2 separate regions of the Sus scrofa genome follow, and region 2 is linked to region 1. A link is a contact called in public HiChIP or PLAC-seq data. All regions are on one chromosome and are shown on one strand. Each heading gives the region's core, a stretch centred on a gene start, on an enhancer-like site or on the middle of the called end of the contact. The rest is flanking DNA. Distances are from core to core; before and after follow the strand shown. Region 1 holds the start of HSPB3 (heat shock protein beta-3). Region 2 holds the start of SNX18 (sorting nexin-18).

Region 1 (5,829 bases), core at 962-3,461:
TCACTTTGTCAAACAAAATTTGTTATCATAGAGTTGGATGCACAAACATTACTTCCTGGGCGGTAACCTCATATAAACATCTAGCTTCAAAATCCTTTCAGTTTAATTAGACTGTAAACAGACATCTCTGTTTTTAAAACCACTTGTATCACTGTCCAACTTCTTTTCCTCTTGTGTCATGTCCCTCGTGTTTGCCTGTGAACTACAAGTAAAGCACCACAGAGGAGCACAGCGGTATTGTCAGCAGTCAGAATCCACCCTGGAGGTTTCCACACCCAAATTCCTCTTCTATTCATAGCGCTGTCCTCAGTGTCACATGGGGTAGGGGGTAAAAGCTGCTACTTTCCCCAAAGAAATATCTCATATGTATTAGAATGAGACAGCACATCTTTGGAATATCACAGACCAGCTGTTGAAAGGAACATTCCTAACCTCCAGTGTCTCAGCTGCTCCCTTGGGCCCAAGCAGCAGTTGGAGGAAATAGAAGCAGCCAGTGTGCTATATACACTCAGACACCCCTAAAAGCTCAGGCCTCAGAACCAACCGCCTGCCAGGCTATTTAAAGCTAAGGATTATGCAGTGAGAACAGACGCAGTACATTTTGCCATTTTCCAAAATCTGAAGTTTTAAATAACATTTAAAGAGCATAGTTTAAATCATTTTGCACTCACTAATTGTACTTTTTAAAGTGGTTTCCTAAACTTGATATTAATTTATGAATGTGAGTTTAGACATGTTAGTATATCAGAAGTGGCCACAGAACATATGCTGAGCTTTAAAAAACACTGCAGATGAAACACTTACTTTAGCTAAAAAATAGGAGGTACATATTTGGAACTTTTAAAAATAAAATTTATGTCTGAAGATTCCAACATCAGTTTAAGGCAGTCACAAATGTAATAAATCCTAAATATATTTCAGGCCCAATTTCCAACCTTCAGACTGTATTTACAAAGCTCCACTGTAATAAAATATACTGAAAAGAAAAGGGGATCACAGCTTTTTCTTTTAGTGATATAAAAAATTCTCATAAAATGTATAAGAATTCCTTAAATTAGTGTGGCTCTTTCGCCAACAGTTGTTACAAATGAAGTTTCTCTGGCATTGTTGAGTAAGAAAGAAAGAATTCTGAATCCTCTCTAGTATCAGACTACCGTCCTCTAAATTGTCAATGTTTCAGGCATAAGAACAGCATCGACTTGAGTTATAGGAGCATAATTTAACCATTTAACTCTCCGATTAAGAATAACAAAGACAACCTCAACATACCAGGAACTAGGCCTACATTTTTAATCTTCATAAAAATCATTTCATACGTGGTTAATACAGACATTCCCGTAATTCCATGGGCTGAACTAGAATCTTCCTCCGGCCATATCAGCGGGCGCTGATAAGATTTCACTTGGTCCCCACTGGATCCTTTACTTCCACCACCAGAATTCCGTCATGACAGAGGGTGGCAGACAAATCTTTGGTTTCAATGCCGTCCGGCAGTTTATACTGTCTCGTGAAGCTTCTGGAGATAAAACCATGCTCATCCATCCTGGTTCCATGTTGAGCCTTGATCAGCAGCCAGCCTTCGAAGGTCTGAATGATGATATCTTCGGGGAGGAACTGGACCACGTCCAGCAGGATCTGGAAACGGCATTCGCCTTTCTGGGGCGGCCCCTCCGCGGCGGAGTCCACTGGGGGAGCCTGAGTCGCCCTGGCTTTCCCCAGGTCCAAGGTGGTTGGCCCAGGCAGAGCATATAAAGCGTGATCCAGCCTGCAGTCCTCCAGACCTCGAGCTTCAAATTCCTCCTCGTATCGCACTGGAGTCTCGATGAGGTGCCTCAAGATGATTTTTGCCATTGTGGAGGCAAAGCCAGCATCCAACAGCTTCCACCGTCTGCGGGGTCGGTGTTGAACCCTTGCAGTTGGCAACTGACTAGATGGTCTCCGGGAGCCGCTCTTCTTTATAACCCAGCGCAGACGCAACCCTTTAATTAGGCCTGAATCACAGTGCGGCACGCTGCCTCTTGTCTTTTCACTCCCGCTGACAATGAACGGCTATTTTTAGGGCAGGTTTTTAAGTTGCTTTTAGCACACAGCCTGCTCCAGCCGCCGAGTCAAGGATTGCCCTTACGTTCTCAGTTATCCTTGCCAAGTGCGTCTGCCTGCTTCCCCCGAGAGAAGAGAACAGAAACAGTACTTGAGAGATAATCTGAGTGAGTGCTCTGTCCTTGTGAACTAGTGATCTAAGCAACTATGACTTCTGAGAACAGTCCAGAGATGGGCACTCATCTTATGATATGAGCTAAAACGGAATTAATCCTAGTCTGCAAGTGCAAGGCTGGGGCGGAGGTGAATTCAGTTGTAATTGATTAGCAATTAAGATACACACACACACACATTCAAACCTCAAACATTCAATAAACGCTTAGCCCTCTGTCCTATGTATTTACTTTCATTTCATCCTTTAATCTATTATCCTTAAGTGACATCTGAGCCGTGCCATCTGGTTTGTTACATTTGACTCATCAAAAATGAGATGAGATGACTAGTCATGATATCCAGCCTTGGATGGGGGTTGGACAGGCACAGAATGGGGTGTCTTAGCAAGGGAAATAGAGATCACGGGAAGAGAAAAATGTTAAAACTTCGAAGTCTTTGATATTAAAGCCCAAACAACTAAAGATTAATGTAGTTGCAGCTCTGCTGTTGAATTGGCAAAAATAAATAACATGTAATTTCTTAATTACAACACCCTTACTATTAAACTCACACTGAAAAAGAATGAGGCAACTCTTTATCCACTGCTATAGAAGGATCTCCAAGACAAGTTAAACACAAAAGTCCAGAACAGCATTTAATATGCTAGTATTTACTCTTTTTTTTTTTAATAAGTAGGTATTTGCTTGTATAAATAGAATCTGTCCGAGAGCAGTTGTCCACGAAGATGGTAAGAGAGTGAGGGGGAGGCAGGAGCTGGGGGGTGTCTTGCTTGTCACTATAAGTACATCTGTGCTTTTTATTTCTGCAGTGTGTGTGTGTGTGATATGCATACACACAAGAACATTTTAAGTATAGAAAACTTCTTTTCCACAGAGGTATTTTCTGGAATGGGTAGACTCCAGAATACCTTTCCTTAAAACACATACCCATTTCCTTAGAACGAAAAAAGATCTACCAAAGTTAAAAATCAGAAAACAGAAGGGAATATTCTCCTTTAGCTCTTTTTTATTACTCTAAAAACATGTGTGGACATTTTGGTATATATTTAAGAAGAGGCTCTAATCATACTGTTCACACTCAGCTTTTTTGACTTGCATTTTGCAGGTTGGTGAACCTCCAGGGGAAAATGTGCTCTTTGAGATTTAATGTCCCCTGGCTCATAAAACATTGCAGGTGTTTTCATCTGTGCCACTCTGAGTGGTGAGTCAAAACCAACTCACTCTCAGTGGCAGGAAATAATTAAGATACTAAGGATTTGGCTTGAAATTGCTGGAAATGGGATTCCTGCTGTGATACAGTGTGTTAATCTTCCAGCCTTGTCTCAGTGACAGCTGGAATTCAATCCCTGGCCCAGGAACTTCCATATGCCACAGGTGAGGCCATAATAGATAGATAGATAGACAGACAGACAGAAAGAGTCACAGCAAAATTGAGAATAAGGTACCTAGTTTTTCCATAAACCCCCTGTCCCCACCTGCATAGCCTCTCCCATTATCAACATCCCCACCAGAGTGGTGCATTTTGTTGCAACTGACATGACAATTATCCAAAGACAATAATTTACATTAGGGTTCACCCTTTGTCTTGCACCTTCTATGAATTTGCACAAAGGTATAATCACATGTATCCACCCAAATAGTATCCTACAGAGAAATTTCACTGCCCTAAAAATCTTCTGTGCTCCAACAGTTCATCTTCCCTCCCGAAACCCCTGCTAACGGCTGTAAAAAATGTCTATCTAAAAAACGAAAACTGCTCTAAAAAGCAAATTCTGTTTTTTAAAAAATACTAGAAAGATGCCCGTGGGGTGAGCAGAGAAAAGTGCCTCCAGCTAGTCTTATGGTTTCTTACCTCAGTGATCTCTAAAATAGTCGAGGAGGATGTTAGTGCTTGTCTGAGTGAGTTGCTAAAGTTAAAAAGGAGCATCCGCATTTCTTTTTTTTATAGTTCTTTATTTTTTTAATTTAATTTTATTGGAGTATAGTTGACTGATAATGTTGTTTTAGTTTCAAGTGTACAGCAAAGTAAATCAGTCATACAGATGCATACATCCATTTTTTCCCATATAGCTTATTACAAACTATTGAGTAGATTTTCCTCTGCTATATAGTAGGATTTTGTCAATCATCTACTTTATACAGTAGTGTGTATATTTTATTCCCACCCTCCCAATTCTTCCCTCGCCCCAACAGCTTCACCTGTGGTAACCATAAGATTGCTTTTGAAATCTGTGTGTTTGTTTCTATTTTTCAAACAAGCTTTTTGGGGGGTATCATTTAAATTAGATTCCAAATATAAGTAGTATCATAAGATATTTGTCTTTGTCTGTCCAGCTTCATTCACTGTGATAATCTCTAGGTCCACATATGTTGCTATAAATGGCATTACTTCATTATTTTTATGGCTGAATAATATTCCATTGCGTATATGTACCACATCTTCTTTATCCATTCCTCTGTCGATGGACATTTAGGCTGCTTCCATGTCCTGGCTATTGTAAATAGTGTTGCAATGAACACTGGGGTGAGTGTATCTTTTTGAATTAGAGTTTTCTCTGGATATATGCCCAGGAGTGGGGTTGCTAGATCACATGGTAATTCTAGATTTAGTTTTTTTTTTTTTTTTTTTGTCTTTTGTCTTTTTGTTGTTGTTGTTGTTGTTGTTGTTGCTATTTCTTGGGCCGCTCCTGCGGCATATGGAGGTTCCCAGGCTAGGGGTCCAATCGGAGCTGTAGCCACCTGCCTACGCCAGAGCCACGTCTGCAACCTACACCACAGCTCATGGCAACGCCGGATCGTTAACCCACTGAGCAGGGGCAGGGACCGAACCCGCAACCTTGTGGTTCCTAGTCGGATTCGTTAACCACTGCGCCACGACGGGAACTCCTAGATTTAGTTTTTTAAGGAGCCTCCATAGTGTTCTCCATAGTGGTTGCACCAATTTATATTCACACTCAGCTGTCCCGGAGTGGGGGAACCTGGCTCTGCTCCCTCCCCCACTACCTAGGATTCCCTTGACCCTTCCCTTCTCCTCCTCTGGGCTTCTTTCCAACCACTTACCCTTTTCTTGATGTTCTCTAGTCTCTCACTGTCCACAGGCGCTTCTCCATCAGCCTAGAGTCAAGTGTGCCCCATCCTTTAAAAACAGAAGACATTCTATTCCTTATGTCACTGCCTAGCTAATTCTTCCATCTCTTCCCAGCCCAACTGCTTGAATTTGTAGCCTGTATTCAACAGTCGCTTGCTGCTGCAAAATAATTTCTGCCCTACCTCCGACTCTGCCCTGCATGAGGTCAAGGTCAGACTTGCTGTCAATTCTATATTTTAACCTTATCTTCCTTAATCTCTTCAGCATTTGACACAGGCCTCTCAGCAGGAAAGAATGTGAACTATTTTTGCCTTAGCTCTATCAAGAGGACAGTGGAGTTTTCTCTTATCCTATTCCATGCATTCTCAGTGGGGCAGTATCACCTTTAATGGGGAAAAATTGGTTCCATGAAGCAAAAAAAAAAAAAAAAGAAATCCTCATCGTCTAAGACTACAAAAAGTCTTAGCTGTTAGATAATGGATTGTGATCCCCCAAGAGTATAAAAACAGACATATAAAATATGTGTGG
Region 2 (5,829 bases), core at 1,472-3,971, 61 kb before region 1:
AATGAAAGGTAGTGAGTAAATGTAAGGACACACATTACTGCTCTATTTTATAAGGAAATAATCTGCAACATTAGTGCTGTAACAACAGTTAGGGACACTAACAACTACCAAGAAGACAAGCTCTGACAGTTGGGTAGCCAACTCACCGGGACACCACAAACACTGTCCTCAGACACAATACTCAGATTCTATACATTTTACGTAGCTTTCCTACATCATTTTCCTAAGTAACAGTCTTCATTTCAGTTGATTAATAGACTCCAAATTCAAAAGGACTGAGCTTAAAGAGATTAATTTTCTTGAAACTTCCTGTAATTTTACAAAGGTTGTGAGCAAGAAGCCTATGCAGGAAATTCCTAAGCTGCCCTGGCTAGTACCTCAGAGAATTGACCCTAATTCCTCTACCCACGCAGGGACTGAGCGGTATGAGGGTGAAAGCAGGACTTACCCTGATTTGAAGATACCCACTCTTCCCCTTTATTTCCAGGCTTCTGGAAACCTATGGCTAAGTGACAGTGCAGTGTTCAAATGAATGCCTAACATGGTTTGAGTCCCCTTCTAATTCTACCCTAGACAAAAGATTACAGATTTCAGAAGCTCATCACCCAACTATTCAAACTCTAAACTGACAGCACTGTCATCTAAAGTATTCTCAGAACCTCTGAAGAATACCCACTCCCTGTCTGCAAATACTTTAAAGAGGAAGTTAGCTGCCCACAATCCATCCTATGCCTGGGGCATCGCCTAGGTGTCCACATTCCTCCTCGCTTGCCCACCTGTGGGATGTTAATCTGAAACAGACAATGGTCTCTCTGTCAAAGTCGCCCTTTCAGCCTGAACAATACATTCCACACCATTTACTCTGAAAGCCAGGCTTTACCTTTCTGAACGTGGATGATGTCGGGGAAGTTGGCCAGATGCCCCTGATACAGCGCTAACAGGTCCATGACAGGGTCCAGGTCCTGCCTGGGCTGCTCGGCGAAGAGCTCGCCGATGGCGTCGTAGGCATCTCCGGTGAAGGCGATGGCCTGGTTCAGGCCGACGGAGAAGGCCTGCTGGTCCAGCTCAAAGGCCTGGCTGAGGCCCCGGAAGGACTGGCCCACCTTCTGATACTCCTTCTTGAAGCCCGTCACCTGCTTGCGCGCGAACTCGTTGGCTGTGTGGTTGAGCTGCAGCGCGCTGTCGTCCATCTTCTTGGTGAAGCACTTGAAGCCATCGATCTTGCTCTCCACCTCCTGCAGGTCAAGGGCGGCGGCGGGGGGTGTGCTAAGGGTCAGGAAGAAGTTGGCGCCCACCATCTCGTCCTTCTCCGCCTTCCTCTTGCCCTGTTTCCAGGCCTTCTCGTCGGTGCTGCTGGGACACGTCAGGAAGTGCTGGAAGACATCGCACTGCGCCAGCACCGGGTGACTGGCCATGTGGTTCATCCACCAGATCAGGCCCTTCCTGCGTTTGGAGATGAAGTCCTCTTCGAAACGGCCAGTGGCCTGCTTCTCGGGCAGATGGGGCACCGAGATGACGGGGAATTTCTCCGCCAGACGCGCATAGAGCCAGTCGAAGTGCTTGTAGCGCCGATGCACAGGCACCTGAGTATGCGTGGGCACCAACTTGTAGGAGATGTAGCTCTTCATGCCCTTGAACTTGGTCTGTTTGGTGGGGTCGTCGATGGTGCACTGGAAGGGGTAGGGATTCTCTTGCCACTCAGGGCCGTAGGGCCCCAGCACCACGCACAGTTTGTCCCCGTCCTTCACGAAGCCGGACGCCTCGCCCAGCACGAAGGCCTCCCCGCCGGACTTGACGAAGGTGGAGAAACGGTTGAGGTTTCGGCTCACGGTGGCAGAGCTCTTAGCCCCCGACGGGTGATGCTGCGGCGGCACCGAGCCACCGCGGGAGCCCAGAGACAGATCGGAGCGCGTGGAAAGGCTGTAGCGTCCCGCCGCGCCGACGCCCCCAGAAGAGCCGTCGAGGTCCGGGTACGCGCCGCTGCCCAGCGCGCCCGGCTCGTCAGCCACCGTGGAGCTGTCGTCCCACTCGTCGTCCCAGTCATCGTCGCTGCCCTGGCTGGCCTGGTAGCCGCCACTGTAAAGCTGCTGCGGCGAAGGCTGCAGGGCGCCCCCGCCGTAAGGGAAACCGGAGCCTGGCGGCTGGAAGGTGCTTGGCGGCGGCGCCTGCTGCGGCTGCAGTAGTGGCTGGAAGGCGTCCGGCGGCGGCTTGAAAGAGGCGGGCGGCGCGGCGGGCAAGGGCTCGAAGCCGCCGGGTGGTACGTTGGCGTAGCGGGCAGGAACGCCCGGGCCGCCGTCACCCGCCGGGCCGGGCTCAGGGGCGCGGATCACCTGCACGTACGAGGCTGGGAAAAGGCCGCGGTCTCCGCGGCTGTTGACCCCCTCGAGCCAGCCTTCGATGTCCTGCTCGCTGCACAAGCTCAGCACCTCATGCTCCCGTAGCGAGATCTCCCCCGGGTTTTCCGACCTGAAGTCATACAGCGCCCGGGCACGCAGCGCCATGGTCACGGTGCCCCAGCGGGCTGCCCCCGACTCTCGGCGCTCCAAGCCCAGCGCCCGCCGGAGGGTCCCGCGGTGGTACCCGCGCCCTGGCGCGCGGAGAGAAGCCCCAAAGGCAGCGCTCACTCCTGGGCCCCCGCCCGCAAGTTGCACCCTCAGCGCCGCTCGGCTTGCAGCGCCGACTGCCGCGCTGGGCCGCCGCAGCCGCGGGTCGGGGGCGGGGCCCGCGGCCTCCCACGTCCCCAGCTGCGCTAATCCACGACCGAGAGCCGCGTGCCAGGCAAGAGCAAGCGATGGCCGAGCCGCCGCTCCCGCCCTCAGGTCAGACTCCGTGGCTGCCACTGCCCTCTTATGGCCAGTGCCGCTCAGTGAAGCGCAGGAGAGAGTTGGCGGGTGAAGGTTTCTATTCAGAAGTGAATTCTCTGAGAATTTTTTTGGCATTTAGGTTAAAAACCGTATCCTAGAAAGTAAGCTAATACTTGCATTCTTTAGAAGTTTTTCCACTCTGAGTCCTCCGTGAATGCTAAAAGAATACTTAACCCACGCATCTATTAAAGGATTTACAATGACTATTAGCGATTGCTATAAGACAGGACGCCTGTGTTGGAGGCTGTAAGCCAACGAGGGAGAAGCTTCCTTTCATCTTCTACCCACTGGAGAGCCCTTTGGTCAGAAGGGGAGGAGAGTGGCAAGAGCAAAGTAAGGAAGGCGCAGTGTTTGACAAGTTTAGAGGCTAAGGGTGGTGTGGGAAGGGAGGCGCTGAAGAGTTTACACTAAAATAAGTGTGCAAAGAAAGCTAGCGTTTTGCATAAGACACATATAGTGCAGGGAATGAGAGCTTAGACTTCCGCGCCAGACTGCTGGGTTCAATCTGCCTTCTGATAGTACCTACCTGTATGACCTTGAGTAAATTACTTATTGCACTCCCAGGTTTGTTGTAGGGATTTGATAATAATGGAATCCCTATTTACAGACGAGGCGAATGAAACAGAGAGCTTAAAATTTGGCAAGCGCTATATACATGGTCAGCACAGTTTAAATGTTTGCTGCCACTGCGGCTGCTATTTTTGTTATTTGGGGAAGCAAAAACCCTGTTCTCCTTCATAAAGAGAATAGGGGTCCTATTCTTCATAAAGAGAATAGGGGGTCACAATTCCAGAGTAAATGCCCTGGGAAGGGTACCAATGCTCATACCCCTGCTCTTGGTCTCAGATCAGTGACTCTCACTCTCCATTCATCTCACTGTATATTATTTTTAAAATAAGTAGATTTTAAAAATTACTCTCTGAATATTAATCAATTCTAATCTCCTAGAGGTGCCTTGTTTCACATCTTTTCCTTCAGTGTATAATTTGCCTAAAGCTTTTTCTTTTCAGAATCCCCTCTTATTAAGTCAAGCCTAATTATTCCTTTGAAGACACCTCTAATTGGGGTGTTAGCATTCATATGTCATTAATTTCATCCTGTCCTCTGACCCTTTTCAAGCAAATCTGGGAAACAAGCCAGAAGAGTATACAATTATTGTAAGAGCTGCGGTATTCTAAGCATCCTGCTCAAAACCATGAGCCCAGTATATCAGAATTACCCCTACAGTGTTTATCCCTAATGCAAAACCTTAATTCACTTCACTAGGCAGATTCTGAATTACTCCATTTTTAGCCGAAAATTCTTCGTTAGGACAATTCAAGTAAGCAGCAGAGGTCACTGAATTTCGGTGTCAACAATTTATGTGGTCGGAAACATGAAGTCAACGTTTATGAAACATCTAGAATGCAGTTTACTTATTAACTTCTGAAAAGCTAACCTAGAATATTTAAGAAAAATACATTTAGTTTCACCTTTACTATTCATTTGGTAGTTACCTTTTAGAATAAAGAGTCAAAGTGGCGTGAAACTTGCAACGCTTCAGGCTGTCAAATAGGGAGACTGAAAATGTTTCAGGTGTGAAAATTCCATGGCAAGGATGGCTTTAGCAGACAGATTGGGCTTCTCTGCATAGCAGTGGTTGAGAAACTGTTGGTTATCTGCAGCACCAGTATACAAGCAAATGCTTAGGGTTCATGAATGACAGGGATATGGTGCCTGGCCCTATGGCACTGTAGTGGCAGGAAAGACCCTACCCCTTAAAGGTCTTGGATATCTAGAAAATATGCTCAAGTATTAGAAACTTGTAACAGTTCACTCAGGGAAGTAGATACATTTTTAAAAGATTTCTCTAGAAAATGGAGCATATTATTCATAATTCAGTTTACAGAAGCATCATTATAAACACCAAATACTTCTATTTCATTATGCTTTTGTAAAAACAAGTCATTAGGGGACACTAAGTGGTTCCAAACAACAGCTTTTTTCACACTTCATCCTTTAGCCTGAGAGGCCTTAGGTGACTGGGCCCCTGCCTCTTTTTCCATCCCTCTTTTCCACTAGAGAAAAACCACAGTGGTTTCTTTGTTAATTTGTGCATTGAATTTTTTTTTTAGTAGACTTTATTTTTCTAGAGCAGTATTAGGTTCATAGCAAAACTGAGCAGAAATTACAGAGATTTTCCATATACTCCCTCCCCCGCCACACTCACATATTCTCCCCTCCCCACCCTCCCCCAACATCCCCCACCAGCACTGTGCATTTGCTATAGCTGATGAACCTTTACATTAACATACAGCATAGTTTCACTGCCCTAAAACTCATCTGTGTTCTGCCTATTAATCCTTCCTTCCTAACCCCTAGCTTACCCTGATCTCTTTACTCTCTCCAAAATTTTGCCTTTTCTAGAATGTCATATAGTGGAAGCTTACAATATGTAGCCTTTTCAGATTGTCTTCTTTCATTCAGTAATCTACATTTAAGGTTCTTCCATGTATTTTCAGTTTGATAGCTCATTTCTTTTTAGCACCGAATAATATTTCATTGCCTGGATGTGCCACTGTTTATCCACTTACCTACTGAACGACATCTTGGTTGCTTCCAAGTTTTGCCAATTATGAATAAGTTGCTATAAACATCCCTGTGCAGGTTTCTGAGTGGCTGTAAGTTATCAACTCTTTGGGTGAATACCAGGTAGTGTGATTACTGGATTGTAAAATAAGAGTATGGTTAGTTGTGTGAGAAAATGCCAGCTGTCTTCTGAAGTGACTCACCACTTTGCATTCCTGCCAGTGGTGAATGAGGGTCCCTGTTGCACAAAATCCTCACCAGCATTTGATGTTATCAGTGCTCTGGATTTTGGCCATTCCGATAAGTGTGTAGTGATGTGTAATTGTTTTAATTTGCGTTTCCTCGAAGACATATGATGGAACATATTTTCATGTGCTTATTTGCCACCTGTATATCT

The links. HiChIP or PLAC-seq counts read pairs in DNA pulled down with a chosen protein or histone mark.
Region 2: an H3K27ac HiChIP or PLAC-seq map of skeletal muscle shows a contact between it and region 1. The contact joins the promoter of SNX18 here to the promoter of HSPB3 in region 1. A contact is called at or near these places in 3 of 47 Hi-C or Micro-C datasets (epiblast stem cells, fibroblasts and heart right ventricle) and 1 of 2 datasets of contacts at active chromatin or transcription factors (skeletal muscle).

The regions. Positions count from the first base shown.
Region 1 is chr16:33,712,840-33,718,668 of Sscrofa11.1, reverse strand. It overlaps HSPB3 (heat shock protein beta-3), which reads right to left and starts at 2,211. Exons shown (of 1, transcript XM_003133967.4): 1 at 1,267-2,211. The coding sequence starts at 1,851. The coding sequence ends at 1,399.
Region 2 is chr16:33,773,856-33,779,684 of Sscrofa11.1, reverse strand. SNX18 (sorting nexin-18) reads right to left here and starts at 2,721. Exons shown (of 2, transcript XM_021076956.1): 1 at 881-2,721. The coding sequence starts at 2,501.